Linked DNA regions of Sus scrofa: all the other regions are linked to region 5. The links are chromatin contacts, called in public HiChIP or PLAC-seq and promoter capture Hi-C maps. All regions are on one chromosome and are shown on one strand. Each heading gives the region's core, a stretch centred on a gene start, on an enhancer-like site or on the middle of the called end of the contact. The rest is flanking DNA. Distances are from core to core; before and after follow the strand shown. Region 1 holds the start of MINK1 (misshapen-like kinase 1). Region 2 holds the start of SPAG7 (sperm associated antigen 7). Region 3 holds the start of MPDU1 (mannose-P-dolichol utilization defect 1). Region 4 holds the start of INCA1 (protein INCA1). Region 5 holds the start of RNASEK (ribonuclease kappa).

The links. Promoter capture Hi-C pulls out the DNA fragments that hold promoters and counts their contacts. HiChIP or PLAC-seq counts read pairs in DNA pulled down with a chosen protein or histone mark.
Region 1: a contact with region 5 is called in a promoter capture Hi-C map of fetal liver, with 2.5 times the contacts expected there. The contact joins the promoter of MINK1 here to the promoter of RNASEK in region 5. A contact is called at or near these places in 2 of 5 promoter capture datasets (fetal liver and liver) and 1 of 2 datasets of contacts at active chromatin or transcription factors (alveolar macrophages).
Region 2: a contact with region 5 is called in an H3K27ac HiChIP or PLAC-seq map of alveolar macrophages. The contact joins the promoter of SPAG7 here to the promoter of RNASEK in region 5. A contact is called at or near these places in 2 of 5 promoter capture datasets (fetal skeletal muscle and liver), 1 of 47 Hi-C or Micro-C datasets (heart right ventricle) and 2 of 2 datasets of contacts at active chromatin or transcription factors (alveolar macrophages and skeletal muscle).
Region 3: an H3K27ac HiChIP or PLAC-seq map of alveolar macrophages shows a contact between it and region 5. The contact joins the promoter of MPDU1 here to the promoter of RNASEK in region 5. A contact is called at or near these places in 1 of 5 promoter capture datasets (fetal liver) and 1 of 2 datasets of contacts at active chromatin or transcription factors (alveolar macrophages).
Region 4: a contact with region 5 is called in a promoter capture Hi-C map of liver, with 3 times the contacts expected there. The contact joins the promoter of INCA1 here to the promoter of RNASEK in region 5. A contact is called at or near these places in 2 of 5 promoter capture datasets (fetal liver and liver), 1 of 47 Hi-C or Micro-C datasets (liver) and 1 of 2 datasets of contacts at active chromatin or transcription factors (alveolar macrophages).

The regions. Positions count from the first base shown.
Region 1 is chr12:52,064,667-52,067,963 of Sscrofa11.1, forward strand. It overlaps MINK1 (misshapen-like kinase 1), which reads right to left and starts at 2,021. Exons shown (of 32, transcript XM_021067776.1): 1 at 1,598-2,021. The coding sequence starts at 1,654.
Region 2 is chr12:51,946,955-51,950,178 of Sscrofa11.1, forward strand. It overlaps SPAG7 (sperm associated antigen 7), which reads left to right and starts at 1,959. Exons shown (of 7, transcript NM_001243921.1): 1 at 1,959-2,051. The coding sequence starts at 1,967. CAMTA2 (calmodulin-binding transcription activator 2) reads left to right here. Exons shown (of 23, transcript XM_021067750.1): 19 at 12-83; 20 at 199-219; 21 at 381-568; 22 at 727-801; 23 at 886-1,749. The coding sequence ends at 949.
Region 3 is chr12:52,877,420-52,880,451 of Sscrofa11.1, forward strand. MPDU1 (mannose-P-dolichol utilization defect 1) reads left to right here and starts at 1,505. Exons shown (of 7, transcript NM_001044619.1): 1 at 1,505-1,618. The coding sequence starts at 1,516.
Region 4 is chr12:51,922,295-51,925,324 of Sscrofa11.1, forward strand. INCA1 (protein INCA1) reads left to right here and starts at 1,470. Exons shown (of 6, transcript XM_021067760.1): 1 at 1,470-1,580. The coding sequence starts at 1,472. KIF1C (kinesin-like protein KIF1C) reads right to left here and starts at 2,171. Exons shown (of 23, transcript XM_021067761.1): 1 at 1,941-2,171.
Region 5 is chr12:52,415,566-52,418,993 of Sscrofa11.1, forward strand. RNASEK (ribonuclease kappa) reads left to right here and starts at 1,338. Exons shown (of 3, transcript XM_003358238.4): 1 at 1,338-1,787; 2 at 2,458-2,534; 3 at 2,919-3,311. The coding sequence starts at 1,338. The coding sequence ends at 3,060. C12H17orf49 (chromatin complexes subunit BAP18) reads left to right here and starts at 3,424. Exons shown (of 6, transcript XM_003131935.6): 1 at 3,424-3,428.

The DNA of each region.
Region 1 (3,297 bases), core at 771-3,270, 350 kb before region 5:
ACCCCAGCTGGCTTAACGTGAGCATCACACTTGAAAGTGACCTTAATTAAGAACCTCCCTCCTAAAACCATGAGACCCTCTCTCCCCCAAAGCACATCCACACACCCCCCTACCCACAAGGAGGAGGAGAGAAAGAGAGAAATTCAGGGCTCAGTCTCCCTCCTGGGCAACTTATCACCTTATCTCCAGCAAGTCAGGTCTCCTAGCCCAACAACTGCACCGAACAAATTATGACCTGAATGGCAAGGAAAACTGTGTCACCTAGAGAAACCCAATTAACGACATGACTCTGCTCTCTTCAATTCCCCTCTCCCCTCCAGTCATATCGGGGGCACCCGTGCAGCTGACCGCCTCTCCCCACTACTTGCCGGGCTCCTCGGCTAACTCAAAAGCCAGAAGACAACTTCAACAGGGGCCTCCTGAGCAGCTAACCCAGAGACGGGAAATCGTGCCCTGGCCAACCCCTTAGCCTGCTGAGAAAGCCCGAAGGACACGAGACAAAAACCCCCCTCTGGGTGACTGGCAAGGGTCTTCACCTTGAAATCACTCAATTGCCCCTTAAGCCAGGGCTCCCTGCTGAAGAAAAACACACAAATGCTTCTGAAAGCTCCCAAATGAGGGCACGCAGGAACCCCAGGAGGGACAACAAATGGGTACTTGCAAGAAATTGCTGCTGCAGTGGTTTCCTCGGATCCCTTTTCTAATGAACCCCCCCCCCCCCCGAGATCTCCATTGCCTCCCCCTCCCGCCAGCAAAGCCACGAATACCCAGGCTTTTCCAAACCTGATGGACCACAGGCTGCGTTGTGTTTGTGTGTGTACATACATATAAACATCCTCTTCCCGGCCCAGGCCAGAGTTTCTGAAGATAAGAAAGGCGTCCCCTCCTCCCCCAGTGCACTTGTCTTTCCTCCCAGCCCCACACTGCTGCAGAGTTGGTAATGTAATATGCGGGGACCCTGAGACCGGAAATGCCTGGTTCTGGACTGCTGCACTTGAAACGCGACCGCAGGCACGGGGAGAGCTGTGCAGGGGGATGAGGGCGGCGGTGGGAGGTGTGAGGCCGAGCGGGGAGGCTGGAGTGCCGACCGGGAAAGAGATGCAATTCACGGCCGGGCGAGGAGGAGAAAGGGCGACGAGGGCGAGGCTGGCAAGGCAGTGGCAAAGTCAAAATTCGAGGAGGCGAGAAAGAGGAGGGGGAGGAAGAAGACCTAAGTAAGAGCAAGGGGGGAAAGAGGCCCCAGAGGAGGTCAGGGGCCAGGGAGGTGATCCTACAGGTTCAGGGGAGCCAGAGGGTGACCCTCAAGCACCTGGGAGAAGGGGGTCCGGAACCGGAGTAAAGGTAGAGGTGGAGGGAAGTGTGGGGGCGGGGCACCCCAGGGCGGGGACCGAACTAGCTCCCAGAATCTGCAGCGCGTGGAGAGCCGACGGGAGCAGAGGGCGGGGGCCCGGCGGCGGCGGCTGCGGCGGGCGCGGGGGAGAGGGGCCGGGGTCGCGGCGGGGGACAGGGCGCCCGGGGAGCGCGCGAGGCGTGCGGGCGCCCGCTCCCCTGCGGCGGGGACTGGAACCAGGGCGAGGCTGGGGGGCGGCGCGCTCACCCGCAGGGCGGACAGGTCGATGTCGTCCAGGCTGCGGGCGGGGGCTGGGTCGCCCATGGCCTCCGCGGGGAACCGGGCCCCGGGGCCGCTCACGCTCCGGCTCGGTTTTTCCGCTGCCGCCGTCGCCGCTTCTCCCCCATCGGGGGATCCTGGGGGCGGACTCCACCGCGCCTCCCCCGGAGAACGGGGAGGGGGAGGGCCGGCGGGAGGACCTACCCACCGACTGACAGGAGCGAGCGCCCCAGAGCCTGCAACCCGAGCCTCCCCGCTGTCCTGCGCAGGCGCCGAGTGGCCGCGCACCGGGAGGGTGGAAGAGGGAACGTGACGCGAGCGCGCCGAGCGCCCCCTCCCCCTCGGCGCCGACACCTGCGCGCAGGCGCAGGCGGGAGAGCGAAAGGCGCGCGCGAGGACCGAGCGGCCGCGCGAGCCTGGCGTGGAAGAAGTGGGCGGAGGCCGAGGCGGCCGGGGAGCGCGCCCACCAGCCGGCGCGCGTGCGCACACGCGTTTCCTTCCTTTCCCTTATTTTTTGCCCTTTCTCTCCCCCGTTTCCTTCCGAGCTCTCCTTTGATGCCTTTCCTTCCCTTTCCCTCTTCTTTCGTGTGCCCAGCTGCCAATCAAGCCACCCACCTCTCTATTTGCGGGGGAAGGGGGCGGGACCCAACCTCCTCTATTACTAGGGGGGGTTGTTATGGTAACTCCCCACGCGAGGGCTGGGTGGCCTCTAGATAGGATGGGCTGTCCACCCACCTAATTGCCATGGCAACAGTGGAGCCGCCGAGGGAGGGGCCTCTAGTTGAAAACTTGGCTGGAGAAACCACCTGGGAGCTGGGGAGTGGAGAGGGGCACTAACTGCCGGAGGAGTGCCCCTTACCCCCTTCCCTGGCTGGAGTGGAGAGTGTGGAAGAGGGGATCTCAGATCTCAGAATAGGGAATCCTACAGCCGACCTTTGTCTCTGCACTTCTTGTTCTGCACCAAGGAACTGTTTCAACAATTATTCATTGACTGATCATTGGAGCTGTGCCTGGGGGGAGGGGGTGGCAAGGAGGGGAGGAGGAGGAATGTATGTCCAACCCCTTCAAATCTTGCTTGGGTCACCTTAGGTCTAGTCGTGTAGGCATAGCACCCCCAGCCATTAGCCTCACTGGAGGCTGGGTAACGCTATATAAAGAGCAAGGACTCGTGTTCTGCCACAGACACGCTGTGTGACCTTGAGCAGGTTGCTTTGCTTCTCTGGGACTTTCTTTCACTGTGAATTTGAAGAAGGCTGCTTGATCTCTTCCAGCAACAAGGGTATCTCTGAGAGATCCCACCATTAGCCATAATGTAAATATCACTTAGGAGGGTTTGAATGGAAAATCCTTGGGGGAGTTCCCATCGTGGCTCAGTGGTTAAGGAAACTGACTAGTAACCATGAGGACGCAAGTTCAATCCCGGGCCCCGCTCAGTGGGATAATGAGCTGTGGTGTAGGTCACAGACACGGCTTGGGATCCTACGTTGCTGTGGCTGTGGCGCAGGCTGGTGACTACAGCTCCAATTCGACCCCTAACTTGGGAACCTCCATATGCTGCAGATGTGGCCCCAAAGAAGTTTTAAAAAAAAATTTTTTTAATTAAAAAAAAAAGTCCTTGGAAAGGGGCAGACACTCCTTTCTGGCCACTTCTTTATAGCCTATTCAGATGCACCTGGATTCTTGCTTCC
Region 2 (3,224 bases), core at 709-3,208, 470 kb before region 5:
TCCCCCCTTAGGGCCGGCGGCTGAAGGAGCAGCAGGAGGTAGCAGCAGCTGTAATCCAGCGCTGTTACCGGAAGTACAAGCAGGTGAGACCATCCTCTCTTGAAAGCACACCCCCCAACCCACACCCACACCCACCCATTCCAGCCCAGAGCATCCAGAATGCTGCCGGAGCCCTAACTCCCCTTCTCTTTCCACAAGCTGACCTGGATTGCACTCAAGGTATTAGGCATGAGACCTGGGCGTGAGCTTGTCTGTGATGATTCAGCTTTCCCGTGTGGATTAGAGAGAGACTTGCAACAACTGAACTTGGGGGTGACCCTCAGGGGCTTGGATCTCTGTCCCTCCATTTCAGCCCCTTCCCCTCCTCCCCACCCCTGCAGTTTGCACTCTATAAGAAGATGACCCAGGCTGCCATCCTGATCCAGAGCAAGTTCCGAAGCTACTATGAACAGAAGCGATTTCAGCAGAGTCGCCGGGCAGCGGTGCTCATCCAGCAGCACTACCGCTCCTACCGTCGCAGGCCAGGGCCTCCCCACCGGCCCACGGGCCCCCTGCCTGCCCGCAGCAAGTATGGCCCTAGCTTTCCACCCCTGCTGGCCATACCCACTGCCCAAGGATACCCTCCATCATTCTGCCCCCCCCTTCCCCTGCCAGGGTCCCTAAGGGGCAGAGGGCAGGGGATGCCCGCGTGTTGTGTGAGGTTTCATCTCTTCTTTCTTCCACCAGAGGCTCTTTTCTCACCAAGAAGCAGGACCAGGCAGCCCGGAAGATCATGAGATTCCTGCGGCGCTGCCGACACAGGTGCTGCGATTTGGCCCTGCCGCCTCCCCCATCCCACCTCCCGATCGGCCGGTGTCCCCTGACTCCTTCCTTGTCTCTCGGCAGGATGAGGGAATTGAAGCAGAACCAGGAGCTGGAAGGGCTTCCCCAGCCCGGCCTGGCCACCTGACTTCTCCATCGCCTTTCTCATCAGCCGGGGCCGCTTCTTGCAGTCTTAACAGGGAGAGGGCTCTCTGGGGGAGGGGGAGCCCCCCCACCCCACCCCCCGTTGGCAGCTTTCCCGTCACTTCTGTAGGAGCCCATCCTCGGTCTCCGCTCCCGCCCCCTCCGAAGTGCTGAACTCCCTCTCCCACCCCCGGCTCCTTCTCCTCTTCCCTCCGGGTCGTGCCCCCCTCTTTGAGTCCCCGGCTCCAGAAGACCCACGCCCCACATACCTGCATCTTCAGCTGTGACCTCCGGAGCCCTGCCTGCCCCTTCTCCACATCTCCGAACCCGCCTGTACCCACCTCAGCCCCTTCCTGACTTGCCTTATTTATTTGTTCAACGAGTCTCTGAATGTATCCGCCTCGGTCCCACCTCTGCCTTCACTGCGCGCGCGCCCCTCGTGTTTCAGGGCTGACTGTGCCCCCACCCCGACTCCGCATGTTTGCGTCTGTTCCCTCCTTTTCTGACCCTGTGTTTCCCCGTCACCCCGACCGACTCCGGCCACCGATCTCGGGGCCAAAGGAGGGGTGTATATAAGAACGCGTTGCGGAGTCCTGCCCCGTCCCCGAGGGGAGGGGGCTTGTACATAATGTAACATACAGAGTATAGTGAAGAATCTATTTAAGGCGCCGCGGGGAGGGCTGCACAGCCGGACTTGTGGTTCCTGGCGCGGCGGGGGCCTTCAGCCGGCTCTACGAGAGCACTTTCTACTTGTGCATGGGCTTGGTTTCTACGAATTGCCATTAAACATCGCTGCACCAGCCAGCCTCCGGCCTCTGTCTGACCGGGGAGTGGGGGGCGGGGGGGGCGGGGCGGGGCCTCCGCCCTTGGGAGGCTGCGCCGGGCGCCCCAGCTGGCGTCAGCGCCGCACGGGAGCTGGGCGGGGCGGGCGCGTGGTTTTCCGCCTCCGACGTGTTTCCGGCCTTAAAGGCATTTTGCCCTTCCCTTTAAGACGCACCGCCCCCTCTCAGTCACTCCCAAGATGGCGGACCTACTGGGCTCCATCCTGAGCTCCATGGAGAAGCCACCAAGCCTCGGTGACCAGGAGACTCGGCGCAAGGCCCGAGGTGAGGATCCCAAATTCACAACCGCCTTTTTTCGCCCGGTTCACAGGACCTCACTCCTTCCACTTTGACGACCCCGCCTCCTCAACCTTGAAAGACCTCTCACGGTCCCCTTCAGAGACCCCCGGAGTCCCTAAAAGGGCTACCGGCCCGCCCGCTGTTCTTAGCGGACCTTGATTGGCTACCTGAAGCCCAGCGCCAGCCCTCTCTCCTCTCCCTACCCTGGCCTTCCGCAGTCCTTCTTTTTAATTCGTCGACGAGCCCGCCTGTCCGCGGGTGGCGTGCTGTGATTGGTAGGCTGCCTCCAACCCCACCCAACCCCTTGGTGTTCTGCGGCGGCTCCTCTTCCCGCCTTCGGACCGGAGCGGGGGGCGTGTTCCACCGCTCTGCCTTTCCCGCCTCTCGGTGCTCGAGTCCCGGCAACCCCTGTCCCTATTCCGATTGGGCCCCGGACACGTCCATCCGCAAGCCTTTCACCCTTATTGGTCACCTCAACTTAAACGTCTACCTATCACGTTTCGTTCGACCTTCCTCTAGTCCACCCCACCCTCAGCACCTCTAATTGGTTGCTGAGTCCTTTTGGCGCCTTTCTGCCCCGCCTTCTTGATTTAACCCGCTCCCTTCTGCCGCTCCTCCAACCAACCTTCTTCATCTACACCCTTAAATGCCAGAACCCCCCCCCCGGGGGGGGGAGTGAATGTTGATTGGAGGGATGAGAATGCCCCTGCCCGGTCCGATTGGCGGTAGTCTCCCCGCCTGTGTTCTCCGAGTAACTTCCCTGCTGGCCTGTCAACTTGGGCTCCCAGCGCAGGGCGCGGCCCGCGGGGAGGGGCTGCCCTCTCTTTGGGTTGCTGCTCTGAGACGTGTGAATGAATCTGGCAGAATGACTGCCTTGGGGAGGACACCAGCCTTGACCATGTCCCGGGCACCGGCTCTCCACCCGTCCGAGGTGGGGCCAGGGCAGGCTAGGTTGCCTTCGAAGTCTCAAGTGCTGCCTAATATCGAACTATATCATCCATAGTTGCTGTCCTGAGTGGTTACTCGGGCCCAGGGGTACCCTCCAGGAGCCCACATGAAATGCTCACACGGGAGTTTAAAAACCAGCTTTATCAATGTCCTGAAGGAAAAATAATTGTTATGAGAGGGGCTACAAGTAGGGTCCTAACCTAGTCTGCA
Region 3 (3,032 bases), core at 255-2,754, 460 kb after region 5:
CCCAAAGCCTGGCACAGCTAGTGTCAAACCTGCCTTGGCTCCCTTCTTCCTTTTCTTCTGGGGCTGGCCCCTGGCTATACCAGTTCCCTCTCCTCCAATCCAGTGGAGCCACCCAGCCCAGCAGCCTTCTTCCCGACCCTCATCACATGCAATTAAGGTGAAGCAGGCAACAACAGCAATGAGTGAGGAGGGAAAGGTCACAGCTGGGTTCATTTCCTTTCAAAAGGCTGCACCGGTGGCTTCGTAACAGGCTAGGGAAGCCCGGAATAAACCCTTGCTACACCTGAGATGCTCTTGTCTCACCTGTAAAGGGTTTTCATCAACCATGGGAGCAACAGGCACCCTGACCTCCACATACAGTGACTCTATGCTCCTGGGAACAACATGCCTCCGGCCTGGGCAACCTGCAAAGCCAACCCTGAAGTCCTCAGTGGAGGTGCACCTAGGGGTGGTGCGTGGCACCCCCAGGGCAGCCTGCGTCCATTTTCTAAAAAGAGACACCCCCCCGCCCCGACCGCCACAGCTTGCACCACCAATGAGTGCCACGCCCCCCTTTACAGTCGGCCAAGAGCAATCCCAGGGGCCAGAATAGGGCCTCTCCAGTCGTAAAAGCCTTGCAAGAAAACAGCCACCCGAGCCTGGAGACCCACCCCTCTGCGGGCAGCACGTGGCAGAGGCCCAGTAACCACACCACCACCTTGCAGACACCCCGTAGGACCTTGCAGACTGTAGCGCGGGAGTCACCAAAGCGTGTGGCACTGCCACCCAGCAGGGGCCCAGCCACCAGAGCTCGAGCTGGTGTCCCGGCGCTGGGTGGCAGAGAGAAGAACCCCGGGGCACTTGTTTCACAGAAGCAGCCAGGGCTGGGCCCGCAGGAGGGCTGGTGGCTCTGCTGTCCCCCAAAACTGGGCTCGCCTTCCCCACCTCCTCCTCCGCTTCACTGTCCTGACCCAGCAGTTGCTGCCACTCCCATCCGTCAAAGCCTGGGAGAGCCCAAGGAGGGAGAAATATGGGCCCGGAACCTAAGGAGGGCTGCCTGGCTCATACCGTCCCGCTGCCCTCGGCGCCCTCTGGAGACGCCGAGTAAGAAGAGAGAAAACCACAGCGCTCCCCCCCGCAACGCCACTTTGCAGACTCACGCTCTTTCTCCCTCAACTTCGAGCACTGTAAAGTCAGATGGAAGAAGACAAGATGGCGCCGAGCAGGAGGAGCGGAGAAATGCAGGAGAATAAATCCTGCTGCCGAAACGGAAGCTTAAACAAAGATGCGAAAGCTGGAACTGCGCAGGCGTACAGCTTTGGCAAGCTTTAAAACTCCAGCAGCAGGGAGGGCGCGTCCAGAAAACGCGGTCCTGGGATGGGACCTACTTTCCGCTAAGGTGGGATGGCGTAAATAGCGGGGAACTGGGGAGGTCCTGACTTATCGCGAGAAGACAGGAGGCGGAGAGCTCGGAGTGCGCATGCGCACCGCGAATCAATGGCGGTCTGCGCGACTGGCGGAAGCTAGCTTTGCAATATGGCGGCTGAGGTAGATGGGCCGCTCAAACGGGTGTTGGTGCCGATTCTTTTACCTGAGAAATGCTACGACCAAATTTTCGTCCAGTGGGACTTGCTTCACGGTGAGTTTCATTTGGAATCCAATCAAAGTTCTGTTCAAGAGCCCCCGGGCCTTAAAAGGGACTTCAGTGCGGACTAACTGACACCGGCGACTACCGCCACGCCAGTGCTGGGCGGAAGTCACTTCTGAGAAGGGCGGAAGTGTCTTGCGCTCCGTAGGGGGGGAGACGCCATATTTGGGGGAGGGAGAGAGTCGCCGAGTGTGAATACTTAATTAGTTTGACAACGATGAAAGACAAGACTTCACAAAACAAAGTTAAAATCTGATCTGGTCTTTCCAACCTTTAATAGATAGCTATATCTTCAGGTGCAAGATTACATTAATACAAAGCCTATGATCCAGGCTTTTGGTGGCACCACCAAGGCTCCTGCCATCCCAGTAACTTTCCTTCTAATTTCCATGGTCTTTTTTTTTTTTTTGCTTTTTAGGGCCGCATTCTCGGCCTATGGAAGTTCCCGGCTAGGGGTCGAATTGGAGCCACAGCAACGCTGGATCCGAGCCGCTTCTACGACCTGCACCATAATTCACAGCAAAGACGTATCCTTAACTCTCTGAGAAAGGCCAGGGAGCGAACCCGTGTCCTCATGGATACTAGTTGGGTTCGTTATTGCTAAGCCTGGCGGGTCACTCCACTCATGGTCTAATTTTTTTTTTTTTTTTTAGGGCTGCACCCCCAGCATATGGAAGTTCCCAGGCTAGGGGTCAAATCAGAGCTGCAGCTACCAACGTGGGGATTGGAGCCACGTCTGCGACCTACACCACAGCTCAGGGCAACACCAGATCCTTAACCCCTGAGCTAGGCCAGGGATCGAAGCCTCATCCCCATGGTTACCAGTCACATGTTTCTGCTGCACCACAATGGGAATTCCCCAATTTTGTACTTGCCTGCCTTCCTCTTTCTATCTGCCAGGCATCTGCACCCCAGTGCCCACCTAAGATGTCAGACCCTTTGGGGAGCCTTTGCAGTATGTCTCTGTCAGTTCATAGTGCCCCACTGTGCTCCAGGGACAGATATGCTTTAACTGGATTCATGACCAGTGAGAATCTGACTCCCACTGGGCCAAGCACCTTGAGGGGTAGAGCTTCAAGACAAGAGAAGATGTCTGGTAATTGAGTCCCTGAGTAGGTGCCAGGGACAAAGTGTTCTGGAGTGAGGGATACAGAGGAAACCCTATTCTTGGAGAAAGACTTGAGAAGTAGATTGCCTGGTTGCTCAGAGGCGGGACTAAAGGATAAGAGTCTTGAGCATTGATCAGCTCTATACAGGGAAGCAGCGGAGGGCCTTGGAAGTCAAATCATGGAGTTTAGATGTGATTTGCAGGGAATGGAAGATTGGTTTAGAGAAAAGGAATGGTAAAAGCTGTTTTGAAAAGTCATCCCGGAGTTCCCTTGGTGGCACAGAATCAGACTAGGAA
Region 4 (3,030 bases), core at 220-2,719, 490 kb before region 5:
GACCCAGTTTCTATTCCCCTGGCCTTCCTCCCCAATGTCACTGTCCTCAGGGACTCCCGGAGGTGGTTCCTGCCTCTCTCCCCAGCCACATCCCAGCTTGCGGGGACCTGGGCCGTCACCCCGGCGTTACCTGGTGTCCTGGCCCCAGACCAGGGGGGCTGTATCAGTTCTGGCTGCCACCGGCCCTCGTAGGAGGAGCCCCATCCTACACTTGGGGCCTGGCCACGCCAGCTGAGGCTGTGGGGGAAACCCTGGTTGTGGGGGAAGAGCGGTTAGGAGGCACCTGTGGCTCCAGAGGTGTGCCTGGGCTTCCAGGGTTGGAGGGCAACGGGCAGGGGGTATGTTCGCAAAGGTAAGGATAGCTGCCCTCTGCAGCAGCCAAATGCCATGTGGATCCAAGGGCAGGGAGGGTGATATTTTTATTCCTCGTCACTCACAAGTGCACTGACCGTTCAGATAGAGAAGAGAGAGAGAGAGAGAGGCTGGACAGAGGGCAATTCAGAGAGAGGGACACATGGGCCGAGACACTGAGGGTGGTGGGAAGCGGGAAGAGGAGGGGCCAAAAGTCCCAGACACCAAGAAAACGGGAGAGACAAGAGAGAAGGCAAGACAGAGGTCATGCTAGGAAAGAAAGAAGGGGCGACGAAGAGGACAGCAAACACAGAAGTGTTCAACGGGAAGGGAAAAAGCACAAACTGGGAGCCCAGAAGAGAAAGCAGATGAGAGAAAACCCCAAGCACAGGACCTGCCTCAAAATTCCCCCACAGGGCCAGCCAAGGAGAAGGAGACACCAGCTCGCACCGAGGGCCCCAAACCTCCACAGAGAGGGCAAGACTGCTAAGGGGCAAAGTCCACAGGCTAGAGGGACAGCCCAGAACTGGGATCCACAGGGCCTGCCTGCAAGCCCCAAACCCCTTGCCCAGCCCCCAGCACTTCCTCCTCAGGATCCAGCACAATGGGCAGGGGAGGGTGGGGTCATCCTGTAAGCATCCAACCAAGCCCCAGGGCTCCTCGGTTGCGGGATCCAGGATACCTACGGTTTATGGGAGGGAGGGCACCTGAGGATCCCCGGAAGAAAGAATGAAGGAAAGCAGGCAGTCCCAGCTCCAGCCTGGGGCTAGTGCTATGGCGTCCACTGGGCTGGGGAAGGTGCCAGGCTAGAGCCCAGGAATGTGGGTGATCGGGTGCCCACACCCTGGGAGGAGAGGCTGAGCAGCCCACGCCCACGGACAGCAGGGTGGAGGGTTGGGAAGAGAGATCAGGGATGCTGGGCCCCCTTCTGTGGTCCCAAAGGACCTCAAACCCTTGTCATACTGAGCCTCACCTCACCAGCCTTCCTGGCCAGGGCATGGGAGGGGTGGGAGAGCTGGTCTGTCCCAGGACAGGAAGGGAGTAGTGGAAACCAAAGAGGCCTTCTCAGGAAGAACAGCCCTGACCCCCAGACCCTGACCAGGAGAGGGAAGGGACACTGATGGGGACACGCAATGGTGCCGCCCGCGCGGCTAATGGGGCAGGGAAAGGGGTAGCACTGCTGGAGGACGGCGGATTAAGGACTAAGGCAGAGGTACAGGGTTCGGCCGGTGAGTGTAAAGGCGCAGTGGGGTACAGGGAGAAGTCCCGGCTGGAGTGAGGCCGAGTGACCAGAAAGGGGGGGCCTCGGGCCACCTGCACCTTACCCGGCCAGCAGGTTTCACACAGAGCCCCCCCCCTCCCGGCCTTTCCGGGCGGCCATGAGGACCCTGTCCTCCTGTCCAGCCAACCGACGGCCGCCCCGGGCCTGGCACCTCTCTGCGCCTCCGCGGGACAAACAGCACATGATCCAAGCTCTCGCGGCCAGCCGGCCCCCGCCGGGTAGTGCAAACCGGGACCCCGGCTCCCCGCCCCCCAGCTCCGCACATTCCTTCGCGGGTGTCCCCTCCCTCGCCCCCCCCAACTCTCACCTCGTCGCGGCGGGGCTCCCCAAGAGGCTGGGGAGAATGCAAAGGGAACAAACTTTCCGGGAAGCGTGAAAGGGGAGCGGAGGTGATCCGGGGCCGGTTCGGGGCTGCCCCCGCCCCTCGCCGGGTCCCCGGGCGGTGGGCGGCGGACTCACGCCCCGGGGGCGACAGCAGTAGCGGCGCCAGCGGCCGGCGCCCGCCCGGGCAGCGCGAGCTGGGGCGGGAGCGAGGGGCGGGGGACAGGGGGCGCGCGCCCGCGCGCGCGCGCCGTCCCGAGGAGGGTCTGGGAGTGACTCGGAATGCTGTTAAAGGGGCAATGCCCTCGAGATCGCGGGGCCCACCGGGCGGAGATGGGAAAACTGAGTTGCGGACGCGGAAGGGCGAGCAGGATGCCAGTACGCTGGAGGGTGGCCAGCACCCGAGGAGCCGGGAAATGTGGGGTCGAACCCCGCAGGGCACCCAGGCCCCGGACCCGCGCACGCCGCCGCCGTCGGAGGCGCGCAAAGGGGGCGGAACCTCCCTCCGGGCCCCACCCAGGAGGTGGTTCGGCGCAGGCCCCGCCCCCAGGCGCGCGCCGCTGACCGGCTCCGCCCTCATCTCCAGTCACCGCCTCGCTCCTCCCCCGCGCCCGGCGTATCGTTCTAGAATTCGCCGCGCCGCTGCCTCAGGTGCCGGGGCCAAGTGTACTCAGCGGCGGCACGGCCACCCGGGCGCTTCGTCTCTGCCTGGCCCTCACGATTGACAGGCCCCTCAGGCCCGTGGCGCCCTCTCGGGCCCAAGCCGCCCCCTCAGGCCTGGGTGCCCTCTCAGGCCCAGGCCACCCCTAGCGACCCAGCCTGGCCCCCGCAGAGAGTCCCTCAGGCGCGGGCCCACCACCTGGGGCCGCATGGACTGCACAGCCCCCCCCCCGTGTCCTAGGCTTTGCTGCTCCCCACGCCCCAGTCCACCTGCCAGGGGCCCCCTGAGCCGTCTCTGGCCTGGCCTTCCCTTCAGGCAGGGCCACCCACTCCCCACCACGGCTCTGGCCCACGCAGGACCTCTCTGGTCCTCATCTGCCCCCTCAGGCTCAGGTTGCCGTCCCAGACTCAGCTGC
Region 5 (3,428 bases), core at 88-2,587:
GTTCCCAGGCTAGGGGTCTAATCGGAGCTGTAGCCGCCATCCTACACCAGAGCCACAGCAACGCAGGATCCGAGCCACGTCTGCAACCTACACCACAGCTCTCGGCAACGCCGGATCCTTAACCCACTGAGTGAGGCCAGGGATCGAACCCGCAACCTCATGGTTCCTAGTCGGATTTGTTAACCACTGCGCCATGACGGGAACTCCTCCTGACTCTTCTTTGGCAGCTTTCCTTCCTCCCCTTCATCTCCTATTCACACACCTACCCCCAAAGTCCCTGAACGAGAATGGTGCTCCCAAGGCAGAATAAAAACCTTCACCGCACAAGGGCTTCCCCCCATACAGTCTCAAACAAAAGAGACACAATTCACGTCTGAAGGTCATTTGCCAGCCTCTGCAGTACCCCAGGGCCTCTATTTTTCCCACGTTGCAAGTTCTCTGTCATGACCCTTCTAAGAACAATATGCACAAAATACATGGAAAAATAACACAAATGTATGCTAACCACTGACAGTGTTTGGCTCTGGGGTCTTGGGATCAAAATGACCCTTCTCAATTATGCTAAGATCACCGTCCTGACTAGAATGCATATGACAAGCTCAGCGCAAAACTGTGTTCTTCAAACACCACTATTGCCCTGAATAATATTACGGATCATCGTCTTTCACCAGCAAAGTATACAAACTTATCCTTTGGAGAATATGATCTATTCATAGTTTCAAAATCTTGTGCCTTGCCTTGCTCAAAGGATTTATGATCCGTTTTCTTAGTTTACGGCAGGGAAGCAAAGCGACATTTTTGTGGACTTACTCCTTGCTCCAGCACATCTGGCAGGACCACTCACCTTAACAACTTGTTCACTGAGTCTGCTTTCCCTGGACTTTTCCTAACGCCCGTATTTTTCCTGGACTTGGCATCCAAAACGCTTCAGTAGTCCATGCTTGGTAACAAAACGCTACCTAAGTATTTCCAGCGCCAAGAACCCTCAGCAATCTTAAGGCGCTCTTGCCACAGCAAGTAGGCTTGGGCTTGGGAGGGGGCTCCTGCCTCCTTTTCCTGGGTCAGGACGTCTATTTTAAAAGGTAGGGATGCGTAGAGAGGAGATACAGAGGTTCTCCCTCCGTTTAAATCTCTGTCTCTACTTACCACGCCCCCTTCAGGATACCACCCGTGACTATGGTATCTGAAAGAAAAATCAGATAACTTCAGTCCTCTGCCCCTAAGAGCCCATCGCCAAGGTCACCTGGGTCTCCGGCAGAGCTTAAACTCTTTCCCGAGGCCGAGCTACGGCTTCCTCCTCTTCATTTGCTGTGCCAGCTTTGGTCACGTGACACGATAGCCCCTCCCATTCATCCTGGAGAGGCGGGGGGGACGCCAAGAAGACGGGGGCCTTTACTCCAGCCTACTCTCACTTCAGCTACGTAGGGGTCAACAGAGGATTCCTAAAGGGCTGCTACGGTTCCAGACACACCGTCTGTTCCCGCCAAAGTCCGGGGGGATCCGGAAGCGCCAACATTCTCCGCTTGGCGCCCCCCACACACACCCAAGATGGTTGGATCCTGAGGCCCCGCCCCCTCAGCCGCCCTACCTGCTCTCGGTCCTCTGCGGCGCGAGCCCCCAAGTCCTGCTCGCTTTCCCCCAGCTCATCGGCCTCCTCCTGCCGCCTTTCTACCTGGCCCACCTCTAGGCGATCCCCGACTCCCTTCTTCATGGCGTCGCTTCTGTGCTGTGGGCCCAAGCTGGCCGCCTGCGGCATCGTCCTTAGCGCCTGGGGAGTGATCATGTTGGTGAGGGGACTGCCCGGCGAGAACCGGAGAGAGGGCCTGAGGGGCCCTGTTGCTGGAGGGCTGGAGGCTAGGAGACTTCAGGCCTTGGAAAGCAGCAGGCAGGCTGGAGGGGGTGGTTGATTAGCCGCTGGAGAACGAGAAAGAACTGAATTGAAAAATGGAGAACTGGGAGGGGGGAAAGGGGCGAGGGGAGCTGGAGCTTGGAATGGGAGCCGGGGATGGTACATTTGGAGACCCCTCAGGGTAAGAAGAAGAGCTGGGTTCTTGAGAGATCCTTGAGCTGAATGGAGGGCATTGGGAAAGGGAGCGCTTGGTCCCGAGAGGGGTAGCTGGGCCTTGTTTCTCGCCCCACTTGAGGAAGAAATATGGAGAAGTGCCGATTCCCCTTGACCTCCTCCGCGCTGTCCCATGATAATGACGCCTCCAGAGAGAAGGATAATCTGGGTCCCTCACTCTTCCTGCCCTTGCCCCAGCAAAGTCTTCTTTATGTCACACTCACACCCTATTCCGGGTGACTGGAGCCCAAATCCGGCAACAACCATCCCTAATCCCAGGTCGTTTTGGTAATTCCCAAACCCAGATGTTGTGGCAACATTCAAAGTGGGAGGAGTTTAGGCGGTGACCCGTCAGGTACCTGAGGTTCAACAAGCTACCCTTTTCCTTTTTTCAGATAATGCTCGGAATCTTTTTCAATGTCCACTCTGCTGTGCTCATTGAAGACGTTCCTTTCACGGAGAAAGATTTTGAGTAAGTGGAGAGGCGGCAGCGGAAATGGTCAGAATTATGGGTGGGGAAACTGCAGAAAGTGGGATGCTTGGGGCCAGGAGGCCAGGGAACTGGGTGCGGAGAGTTGCTCTCTTTGGCACACAGGAGCAGTTTTGGGTCAGACCTCAGCGACCATACTAAACCCACCACTTTGGGGCGGCTTCTTTAGTTAGGCATTTTATTTTTCTGGGCCTCCGTCCACCTCTGCAAAGTGGATACTATACTAGAACTCACCCCATAGGGTTATGAAGATTGAAAAAGATAACACACGTAAAATCTTTTAGAACGGTACCTGGCACATAGTGCTCAGTAAATGTTGGCTGCTCTTAATGTTTCTGACATTTCTCTACCTAATCCCACCCCTAGGAATGGCCCCCAGGACATATACAAGCTCTACGAGCAAGTCAGCTACAACTGTTTCATCGCCGCGGGCCTTTACCTTCTCCTCGGAGGCTTCTCTTTCTGCCAAGTTCGGCTCAATAAGCGCAAGGAATATATGGTGCGCTAGAGCACCACTGCGTTTCCCCGCTCCAGCCCCCTCTTCTATTTAAAGACCACCCGGTCAACCCCGCCCCCGCCCCGCCCCGCCCATTCTGGAGCCCTCTGCGGACTGGGTTTCCCTGGCTAGAGATGGAATCCCTTGTTCACCAACCTCGGGAGACTGCCCCCAGTGGAGGGAGGCTAGGGCTGGCCGTCCCCTATCCCTCTGGCCCTCTTGCCATGTCCGGTTCCACAATAAAAGAGAAACTGCTCTCTGAAGCCTCCTGTGTATGCTTGGGCTGGGGGGCGGGCACCGGGGCGGGAGATCTGCCTCCAAATAGGGAGTCCGACCCCTCGACGGAAGTGGAATGCAGCAGAGCCGGAAGTGAGGCGGTG